Linked DNA regions of Capra hircus: region 1 is linked to region 2. A link is a contact called in public Hi-C data. All regions are on one chromosome and are shown on one strand. Each heading gives the region's core, a stretch centred on a gene start, on an enhancer-like site or on the middle of the called end of the contact. The rest is flanking DNA. Distances are from core to core; before and after follow the strand shown. Region 1 has its middle 25 kb from the start of CDRT4. Region 2 holds the start of PMP22 (peripheral myelin protein 22).

Region 1 (5,325 bases), core at 1,005-3,504, 190 kb before region 2:
CTGTGAGAGGTGAACTTCTATTAGCTTAAGCCACCTTGTCTATGCTGCTTTGTTACCGCAGCCCAAGCTGACTGCTACAGTCTTAACCGGAATGAACAGTAGTATTTTTAAAGCTTGTCTCATAGAGGATGTGAAATGAGCCAGAGAAGCATAAAGGAAGGAAACACTAATTTTCATGAAGGCTTTTCCAGCTCCAGGAACAAAATAGAAGCTCTTTCTGCATCTTATTGGGTCCCGCCTTCTCCAGGGGATATTCCCAACCCAGGAATCAAGCCCACGTCTCCTGCATTGGCAGGTAGATTCTTTACCACTAAGCCACCTGGGAAGCCCTTGAAGGGATTAGCAAGGTTAAAAGTGATGGAGATATAAAAAGGGGAAATAATGATAACTTATTGTTCATGACTTTTTAAAAATAAAGTGAGTTTCAACAACAACAAAAAGTCATGAGGCCCCACACCACAAGGCAGGAATTTGGACACTGAGAAGGAAATGGCAACACACTCCAGTATTCTTGCCTGAGAAATCCCATTGTCAGAGGAGCCTGGCAGGCTATACAGTCTCTGGGTTTGCAAAGAGTCAGACACAACTTCGTGACTAAACAACAACAATCCCTTCAAGCCTGGTTTCCTTGTCTGAAAAACTCGGACAATAAAACCCACCTCACAGAATTGTGGGAATTAAATGATAACTTATGTGCCAGCCACTTCCCTGGTGGCTCAGACGGTAAAGCGTCTGTCTACAATGTGAGAGACCCGGGTTTGAGTCCTGGGTTGGGAAGATCCCCTGGAGAAGGAAATGGCAGTCCATTCCAGGACTATTACCTGGAAAATCCCATGGACAGAGGAGACTGGTAGGAGCCTGGTATAGCCTCCTCAATACATAGGATTGATTTACACATGCTCCTGGACCAGGCATTCTCACACATCACTGGTGGGACTCTCAACTGGATGAACCTCTAAAAATGCTCAGAAATAACTATTGTTGTTGTTTTGTAGTTCAGTCGCTAAGTTGTGTCTGACTGCCCGTGACCCCATGGACTGCAGCCCATCATGCTTCCCTGTCCTTCACTGTCTCCCAGTGTTTGCTCAGACTCATGTCCATTAAGTTGGTGATGCCATCCAACCATCTCATCCTCTGTCACCCCCTTCTCCTGCCCTCAATCTTTCCCAACATCAGGGTCTTTTCCAATTAGTCGGTTTTTTGCATCAGGTGGCCAAAGTACTGGAGCTTCAGCTTCAGCATCAGTCCTTTCAGTTAACATTCAGGGTTGGTTGGTTTCCTTTAGGATTGACTGTGCTGATCTAAACACAGACTAAACTACAAATACATGTTGTGGGGGACTTCCATGATGTGGTAGCAAGGACTGGACTGAACCTCTCATTGTAAACAATGGTAAAGCTCAACAAGATACATAAAATAATTTCCTCTACTACCTTGGCATCGTACCACAAATGGTGCACAATGGTGGTGCCTGAGAAAAGGGATAAAAATGAAGTGAGCCTTTTAGTTGCCTTGGATTTCCACCTGCAGGCAGTTTCTGATGCTGAGATGGGGAGGAGGAACCCAGAGAGAGGCAGGCAATCCCTCCCAGACTTTCCTGGTAGTCCAGTGGTTAAGAGTCCACCTTTTAATGCAGGGGACAGTTTCCATCCCTGGTAGGGGAACCAAGATCCCACAAGCCTCAGGGCAGCTAAGCCTGCGTGCTCTGGAACTTGAGCTCACTATCCCACATGCTGCAACTAAGACCCGATGAAACCAAGAGACAAAAAAGCGCATATTGAGAAAACTAGAAAAAAGTCCCTGAAAAACCCACACCGTAAAAAATTCAAGTACAAAGGAACAGAGCAATTTTCCCTACACATCTTTGGCATTTATATTTTTATTTGATTTCTCACCTCCTTGCATTCCTTGTTGAAGGCAGAGACCACTGTCATGCGTCTCCCCCCACCCCCCCATGACAAACCCCTTGGGTACCACGTGTTTCCTCAATACCTGACTCCTCATGTGTAGACCCTTGGCCTGAAGAAGGGCTGGCAAATGTGTACCTATGTGCTGCCCACCTTCCTGGGCCCTGACAGACATCACTAGTCAAGCCTGGAGTACTTCCCCAATGAGCTTGGTTGTAGCCAGGGTTCTATTAATAGGTTCTATTAATAGATGGTTGCTTCTAATTCACTAGCATTAGTGCTGACAGTGTTTAACTGTTTGGCATCCTGGGCCTGAAGGAACGCTTAGGATTCAGAAAGGCGCAGTAACATCCTGTCCCGGACATGGTCTAAGTTTTCTGCCAGCTGTCATCTGCTTTCCAGTACGTGGGCACGGCTGGCATGCTGGCGGTCTGGCTGAGAGCCGGCGGCGGGGTGGGGGGAGGCAGACATTCTGGGGGCACTGGAGGCTTGGGATGCCTTGGGGCTGATGGAATGAAGAGGCTTTTGAGCTTGGCTGGGGTGCTGACAGAGTGTCCAGGGTTGCAACCATGGCGGGTGGAAGTTGGGACTTGATCACAGCTCTGAACCCCTTGTTTTGGGGGTGGATCCTGATGTGATGTTGGCCCCTGCTTTGGACTCTTAGTGCCTGAGGGGTCCTCTGTGAGCACCTGCAGTTGTTCTCGGCTGAGGATTATCTCGGCCTAATTTGCAGACGGAATAGAAAGAGACTGGGTGTGAGACCAGGCTCGGAACTCATGTTCTGTCTCTGCCGCTTACCGGCCAAGCAGTCCAGCTTCTACCTCTGTTTTTTTTTTAATTTACTTATTTTTTTTAATTGAAGGATAATTGCTTTGCAGAATTTTGTTGTTTTCTGTCAAACCGTAACATGAATCTCTAAGGAGGGGTTGGCGACATCAACTCAGGAAGTTGTTTGGAGATTTAATGAGACAAAGTAGGTAATATATGAAGCACACAGTGGATATTAAAAATAATCAGCACTGGGACTTGCCTGGGGGTCCAGTGGTTAAGAATCTGCCTTGCAATACAGGGGATGTGGGTTCCCTCCCTAGTCAGGGAACTAGAACTAAGATCCCACATGCCTTGAGGCAGCTTACCTTTGGACCTCTAGTGCCGCACTGAAGACCTGCCACAGCCGAATAAATGAATACACGAGCAGCACTGACATACTGTTTACTGTGTGCTGCGCTGTGAGGTAGCTTCCCTCAGAGCATCTGCCTGCAGTGCAGGAGACCTGGGTTCGATTCCTGGGTCGGGAAATCCCCTGAAAAAGGAAATGGCAACCCACTCCAGTATTCTTGCCTGGAGAATCCCATGGACAGAGGAGCCTGGCGGGCTACAGTCCATGGGGTTTCAAGAGTCAGACACGACTTAGCGACTAAACAACTACTACTACTGGACTAATTCAGTTAACGTTCATGGCATTGCTCATGCTGTGAGGTTCTATAAATATCATCATAACTTGATAAGGTGAGGGGAGCTCAGAGCGGTTGGTTCTGCCCAGGGTCACGCAGCTGGTCTCTGCTAGAGACCTGAGTGTTCTGACCTCTGGCCTGCACTCTCAGCCACTGTTCTCCCTGTGGAGGCCAGTCCCCTTCGCCACAGTATGGCCAGCAACTCGTATTCATTGACCACCAGCTTTGTGCCAGCACCTGTGTTAGGTGCTGGGAAATACAAATATTAATGTTATATTTGGGAATGAATGAATGGGGACATGAAGTTGAGTGGGATATGGTTTTGGGGTCATGGAAAGCTTGTAATTGGTGTAGGGTGATGGGATGGGAGAGAGAAACCCAAACAGCAGCAAAGAAGGGTCCTACGGAAATGACTGGCAAACTCAGTGTCCTTTCAGAGATCTCCGCGGGTAGATTATTTGACATGCTCAGTTGCTCATTTGTGTCTGACTCTTTGTGACTCCATGGACTTCAGCCCACCAGGCTCCTCTGTCCATGGGATTCTCCAGGCAAGGATACTGGAGTGGGTTGCCATTCCCTTCTCCATCTTCTCTCTTCTTGCTGTTGCCTCTGCACTGATGACCTGCTGTGGGCATCCCTGAGCCTCCCTGTGCCTGGAGACCCCAGAGCAAGGGAGAGGCTGATGAAAGATGGATTTTAGGATAATTGCGGTCTCAACCCCTTGGAGTGGTGTTGAGAGGCTCGTGTCTTTATGACCTGGCCTTTCTGGATTCTGCTTCTCCACAAACAAAAATGAGTATGAAAAAAAAATTCCATTCTTTCTCTCCTCTGAATCCAAGTGACCCTGGTAACATTTCATCATGAAAGTCACATCCAGGGAGGGAAATTGAAGGGGGAGGGGACACATGTGTACATATATTAATGTATGGCAGAGACCAATATTGTAGACCAAAAGTGAAGTGAAGTCACTCAGTCGTGTCCGACTCTTTGCAACCCCATGGATTGTAGCCTGCTAGGCTCCTCCAACCATGGGATTTTCCAGGCAAGAATACTGGAGTGGGTTGCCATTTCCTTCTCCAGGGGATCTTCCTGACCCAGGGATCAAACTCTGGTCCCCCGTACCGCAGGCGAACTGTTTACCATCTGAACCACCAGGGAAACCGTGTGGAGCAATTCCACGTAGCTGGCATCTCACTGCTCAGGCCCCGAGGAGGCCTCCTGGGTGGAGAGACACTGCAAGGCTGGGTGGCAAGTCTTCCATGGAGCCTGGCTCCAGGCCCCCTTCACCCCACGAGGGACACTGAGATGATAGTTCTGCAAGCTGTATTCCTGGTTCCTGGAGAAGCATGAGAGGAGCTGGGTGGGAGAGGGTGTGACTTCAGACTGAATTCCAAGGAAGTGACTTTAGCCTATTTCTGCAGGGGGTTTGTAAACAAGGGGTTTTTAAGTGCCCAGGAGCAAAGGATGGGAGGCTGGGTTCTCTCTGCTCCTTCCCGTCAGTCACTGAGTATGCCCCCCCACCAGTGAGGAAGGGGTTCACCCCACCATTTCTGACTGCTTCCAGTAGCCCAAGGGCAGCTGTTCAAAAAAGACTTGCATTTGCAAGCTGTTGGAAGGAAAAAAAAAAAACCCTGAAGTTGGGTAAAGTATGCCCCCATACAATGATGGGGTCCCTGGGGTGGGGGCAAAGCTCCTACAGCTGGGACATCCCCAAGGCCAGGACCTGTGAGTCATCAAACTGTTAGTCAGAAGGGAGAGAAGCCTTTCACCCTTTTTTACTTTGAAAATGTAAATTGAGAGATTGAAGATTTTACGTCAAGGTCCTCTGGGTAGAATCTTAGCTATTTGGATAGACTCTTAGGACTGGATGACCTTTTGGGCCTTGATGTTCGGTCCCCCATCGGAGGCTCAAACACCCTATTTCTTATTATTTCCAGTAGTGAAAAATCTAAATAAAGAAAATG
Region 2 (5,917 bases), core at 984-3,483:
TTGAGAAAGTCACTCCATGTCTTACTGTGCCTTGATTTCCCCCACACCCCATCTTGCCCCAGTCTCCTTCCTCTGAATTCTTAGGCTCTGAAGCAGGAATCTCCAGGAATGCTGGCCTGAGTGGCAGCAGCCTCTGGAGTGCAGTCTTCAGAGTCAGATCCTGGGGGCATCCAGGAAGGCAGGGTGTCTGGGTGTGGGGGGGGTTTGCTGGGACACCATGCTCATTGGTCCCCATCACCACCATGTCAGCAGAGGACTGTGGGAAACTCTTCTCGCTCTCTGTCTCTGTCTCTCTCTCACACACACATACACACACATCAGGTATACATACAATGTATACCTTGCTATGCCTGCCCAGACTCTGACTACAGCTGTGTAACACTGCAGCCTGCACTGGGGCTTACCTCGATTTGGGGCCACCTGACACCATATGATGCAAAGAACTGACTCATTGGAAAAGACCCCGATGCTGGGAAAGATTGAAGGCAAGAGGAGAAGGGGCTAGAGAGGATGAGATGGTTGGATGGCATCATCGACGCTATGGACACGAGTTTGAGCAAACTCCGGGAGATGGTGAAGGACAGGGAAGGCTGGCGTGCTGCAGTCCACGGGATCACACAGAGGCAGACACGAATGAGCAACTGAATGGAACTGACGCCACGTGACGATCTGACTGGATGCTGGCACATCCCGGTGAATGTTAGAAATGACCTACAGCTGAGCCCCCTCCCAGACCACCGCGTCCATGTGTGGTTCTGGGTCTGGGCAAGGACGTTCCCAATCAAGGACTGATTCTGAGGAGCAGCCAAAGTTGAAATCCGAGATATGGCAACAGGCTAAATGGTTTCCCTGTGACTGGGGAGATGCTGCCTGGGGGCAGGACTCCCTCCTGCCTGTGGAGTCCAGCAGAACAGAACAGAAAGTGTCAGGGACCTCCCTGCATGCATGGGTGCTCCAGACGGGGGACCCTTCACAGAAGAGGGAGATAAACTGCCCGAATTTCAGGAAACTCATTCACTGAAACCAAGCCCCCTTGCCCGGAAGCTTCCACCTAGAGACCTTGGGAGAGATGCAGGACATTGTCTGTCTTTCTTTTTTAAAATTAATTTTTACTGGAGTACAGTTGTATTTCAATGTTGTGTCAGTTTCTGCTGTACAATAAAGTGAATCAACTATACGTATACATATATCCCCTCATTCTTGGCTTTCCTTCCCATTCAGGTCACCACAGGGCATTGAGGAGAATTCCCTGTGCTCTGCAGCAGGTTCTCATTAGTGATCGACCTTAAACACAGTGTCAATCTGTTATATGTGTCAATCCCAGTCTCCCAGTTCTCCCACCCCTTGGAGAATGTTTTCTGAAAGCTTGAAGGGGTCCAAGCGTCAAAGAGTCTGAGAAGCACCCTCCTTTCCTTTGCGTGGCTCTCCATAGCTTTTCCATCGTTCTTCCAACCTGTCCTGCCCGACATGTTAGAATGTTCTCAACAGAGGCTTATTTATTTGAATTATCTCCTGAAGGTCAACATTTAATCCTGACTCGATTAAAAGCCCATGGAAGACAGAGCTGTAGGAACCCTTTTCCAGGAGCTGTGTGTCAATGCCTGCCTGCGTGACAGGGCAGAGAGAGGTCTAGACAGTCATGGCAGGTGGCGGGGGCCCTTTGTGGCTGGGGGCTGGGATGGGGGTCCTGATTTGGTTCCCTGCTGAGATCCTGTGAAGGGATGACCTGTGCAATGTCTGAGTGCCTTAAAATGATGTTGTTGATAAAGGGTGAAACCTACCTGCACACACGTTATACACATAGTGCACTGCACTGGCCTCAAAGTCTGTTTGAGCTTTTGTATACGCTGAAAAGAAAAACCTGAACGAACCTTTTGGCCCACCCCATGTTTCATCTTCGAAGACTTCACTGGGGGTGGGGGGACACTGAGGACTGGGTGATCACTTTGCTCTGATACAGGCTGGCACTGGCGGTGAGAATGGCCTCGGCATCCCAGCTTTCGGGCACACCTGGAGCTCCTCTCCCTCCAGTCCAGGCTGCCCACGCTCCAAGGGCCTCTTGGGATCACTGTGTTCTGGTGAGGACACAAAGCTGGGTGCTGTCTCTTTAAACAGTAGAGGCTGAGACGCTCTCAGGCCACCATGACATATCCCAGCATTGGACCAGCCCCTGAATAAACTGGATAGACGCCTGGTCTGGCTTCAGTTACTGGGGAGCACCACCAGGGCGCATTCCGGGGATCCTGGTGGGAAGCAGCAGGACTAGACCTGCCAGCTGCTGGTGTCTCGGCTGCCCTGTCCTGGGAGGGGCCTGCCTGACACGCGTCCGAGTGTGAAGAGAGCTGCGTGGAGGAAGGGGTGACCCTGTTTGGCCCGGTGAGTTGTCTTGGCAGACTGTGCCTCTGGATGGTGTGTGCTCATGATTTACAGAGCACTTGCTGCCCAGCCCCACACCCTGCAAACCACAAATGGAAAGGATCGCAGGGGAGATGGCGCGCGTGTTGGAAATGACCAGAGAATCCGAGGGTTTCTAAAATCCTTGGTTAAGAGCTGGATATACACTCTGGCTGGGGAGGCCAGAAAAGCCCATTGGGAGCACCTAGAAACCCTGGCACATCCAGAGTTGAAGGGAGGAAGGGGACCAGACACGCCTGCCCTGATGGAAAACAGCTCCACGCACACAGCTGGCAGGTGACCTTGGATTGTAAGCAGGTTGGGGAGAAGCTTCCACTCGTAACGGAGCCCTGGCCGGGATCTGGGTGTGGCCGAGCTGGTGACATCACCCGAGGCGGCAGCATTTGTCTTCCACAGCTGGGGGGCTGAGTGGGCAGGAGGCAGGGGAGGGGCAGTGAAGTGACTGATTGACAGGGACAGGTGGGTTCAGATGTCCTGCAGTGTGACTATTGTGTGACGTGGTTAATGACGAAAACCTTGGGTGCAAAGGGAAGGAAGAAGAGATGAGCTATGCCTTACCCTGTGTGCACTTTTCTAGATGTCTATATTTCATTCAGAAGTTTAGCTGGGAAAAAGATAAGAAAGGAAGAAAATCCTGAGTAGATATGCTAATATTTATAAAGTGCTTAGAACAGTCCCGGGAACCTGGTGATCGTGTCAATGTTGGTTTAATAAATAAAAAGTCTGGATAGCACAAAGGCAGGCAATAATTCCCAGGGCAAACCCAGCCTAGAATATGACCCAGGAGGAAAGTGATCACTCCCATGAGTTTAGTTAGTCCCACCTACAAATGTGCTTTCAATCTAGGGGGCTGATAAGCAATTTTAGTTTAGGGGGTCGGGCTTTCCTTAAAATGTTGTCGTGAGGATTAAATGTGAAATAATATTAATAATAAGAGTGACAATTTCCTGGGTACTACTGATCCTTTATTTGGTTCCAGACACTATGCTAAGTATTTCACACACTATCTCTTTTAATCAACACCATTACCTTTTAGAATGGGCATTCGCAGTCCTGTTTGCAGATGAGAAAACTGAAGCACCCGGTACCTCAGCAAACTGACCAAATCCACAGCCCTGAGTAAGCAGGCTAATCCGGTTTGTTTGAGCCTCCATGGCTAACCAGTGCACCACACCGCCTCTTACAGACCACCTCAGAGTCCTGCTAACCCACCTGCCGTATCACTGGGCAGTGAACAAAAATTTCCCAAGGATTGTCTTTTTAATCTAAGGATTTTTGAAAGACAATTGTTTGAAGAATTTTTCCAAATTATCTTTGCTTGAAGAATGTATAATTAGCTACCACAGGCAGCTGCTTTCAGATAGTAAAATAAGTAGATGCGGGTATTTGAGTCATTCAGAGCGCTGATGTTCTGTGACACAGAGCGCTGGCAGGTGCTGATGACTTGTGTATGACCTGCTGCGTTGGCAGGCAGACCTGTTACGCCCACCTTCCCGCTCCGCGTTCCTGCATCAAGGCGGGCTCCCAGAGCGTCTTCCCCTCTTACTGGGGCGCACCCACCCTGAGCCCGGAAGGGCTATCCTCTCTCCCCGTGACGCTGGGCGGACCGCCTTCAGCCGGCTATGAATCAGCTGATTTCCCTGGCTGCTCTTCCCCCACCTCAAATGGCCAACTCCCCACCCTGTGGCCGGGGACGCCAGCCCAGGCCGGGCATCAAGCCAGCAAACTCGTCTGGAGCGTACCCGGTTGTGGTCTGGATTTGCCCAGCGACCCCCGGGCGCGCTGTCCTGCAGTGGGCAGCCTTTTCCCCTTCTCCTCCAACTTTCCCCCAAGCAGGCCCGCTAGATCCGTCCCGGGAATCCGAGGCAACTGGCGCACCGCCTGGGCGCAGACGGGATCGCGCGGGCGGGCTCGGTGCGGGTGAGCCCCGCTAGGACGCTGGGGCAGGCCAGGGGCGCCAGGACTCCAGGGGAGGGATGTCTGCCTGCGCTTAAGTGCCATCTCCCCCTATCCGTGGGAGGCGCATCCAGGCTGGACCTCCGCGTGGGCGCGGTCCGAAGGCGTGCGTCCCAGAGCCCGGCGCTGGGCACCCGCGGGGGCAGCCTCTGGTCGACTTTCTCACGTGGGCGGAGGGGGCGGAGGGGCCAGTATATCGGTCAACTCTTGGTCTCGGTAAAGTGAGCGAAACCAGGGGAAACGGAGGTGAGAAAGCTGCGCGGTCTGCTAGTTTCCAGGATAAGTCCCAGTGGTTTTGCCGTCATCGACTTTCTCCCGGGGCGCAGCGTAAGGCCCAGGCTGTCTCCTGCCCTCCCTCTCTTCCCGCTGCTCTCTCCCCTCCCCGAGTCCCGCCCCCCTGCACACGCTGACCCAGGGACACACCCTACTGCAGCGACGCAGACAGGGCGTTGTTCCCGTTAAAGGGGAACGCCGGGAGCCTCCCTCCTGCCCCTCGCTTGGCGCGCGTAGCCCCGCAGCGCAGCTGTCTTTGCGGACGCCAGCCGCTGAGCGCACGCACGGAGTGTGTGCCCGAGGCAGCTCTGAGGATCTCTGAGGATCGGGGACAGCTATCCTTTGGGCCGTAAGTGCTTTGGCCGGGAGAGTGGAGGAGACGGAGGAGGAATGCGGGCATCTTCCATCGACGGCGCCAGAAAGCGCGGAGCGAGGGGGCTTCGGGCTGGCGCGGTCCCCGATAGCTGGCAGAACACCGCCTGTCCGGCGTCGTTCCTGCGGGGCTTGTAAGGGTCTGGTATGGAGAACCTGCGGGTCTATGAACCGCCGGGGGCGCGAGTGCTGATGTCTGGATGTGGGGAAGGCGCGGAGGACTTTTCGTCTCGCTGGAAAGTCGCCTACTCGGAGACTCGCTGGCAAAGCAGTCCTTGCGGTGGACATCTTCAGGGTATAGGGTCCCCGGGGCCCCTCAATTTCTAGCTACATACCCGTTCATCTTTCTCTTGTCTCCCCCCACTTCCCTCCCCCGCCTCCTCGGCATGAGGAGTCACTGGATTTAATTTAAACCTTCTGGGAGACGTCAGAAAACCCTGCTTATTTCTTCTCACGTTCCAGGTTTTTTTTTTTTTTTTTTTTGGAAAGTGTTACTGAAGGAGAGGACGGAGGGGCCTGACTGGGTACTTTAACACTGAAGTTATTGAATCATTGTTTCTAGCCCAAGACTCTGTCCTTCAGCAGTTCTCTAAACGCAGCTCCGTCTTAGCAACGTGCGGATCCTCCCGCAGATCAGACCCGGGATGTGAGGTGTGGGGTGAGGACCACACCGTGGCGGATAGAAGAGGTCCTGCCGGCTCCGTGCTGCTGCACTTATTTATGGGGGGGCTCACCCCGTTACCCCCGCCTCTCCTTCGCACGGACACTTGCTCCCCTCCAGCCAGGGCCCTGAGCGCATCGGCCCGACCAGCGCCCGGGGAGGGCAGGAGGCACCGGCCCCAGCAATTCTCCCGGGCGGTTCTTTCCTCTTCCCTCGGCTCTGCGCCTTCTCTACGGGGCC

What was found. Hi-C and Micro-C count contacts between places; a contact is called where the count stands out from the background.
Region 1: a contact with region 2 is called in a Hi-C map of liver, with 2.9 times the contacts expected there. The contact joins the enhancer-like site here to the promoter of PMP22 in region 2. A contact is called at or near these places in 2 of 5 Hi-C or Micro-C datasets (blood and liver).

The regions. Positions count from the first base shown.
Region 1 is chr19:32,645,885-32,651,209 of ARS1.2, reverse strand. No RefSeq gene overlaps it. Among named protein-coding and RNA genes, the nearest start is that of CDRT4, 25 kb to the right of the region's middle. Within about 2 kb of position 2,254, at least 3 of the 5 cell types and tissues checked have an H3K27ac peak or open chromatin away from gene starts, as enhancers often do.
Region 2 is chr19:32,460,080-32,465,996 of ARS1.2, reverse strand. It overlaps PMP22 (peripheral myelin protein 22), which reads left to right and starts at 2,233. Exons shown (of 5, transcript XM_005693588.3): 1 at 2,233-2,376.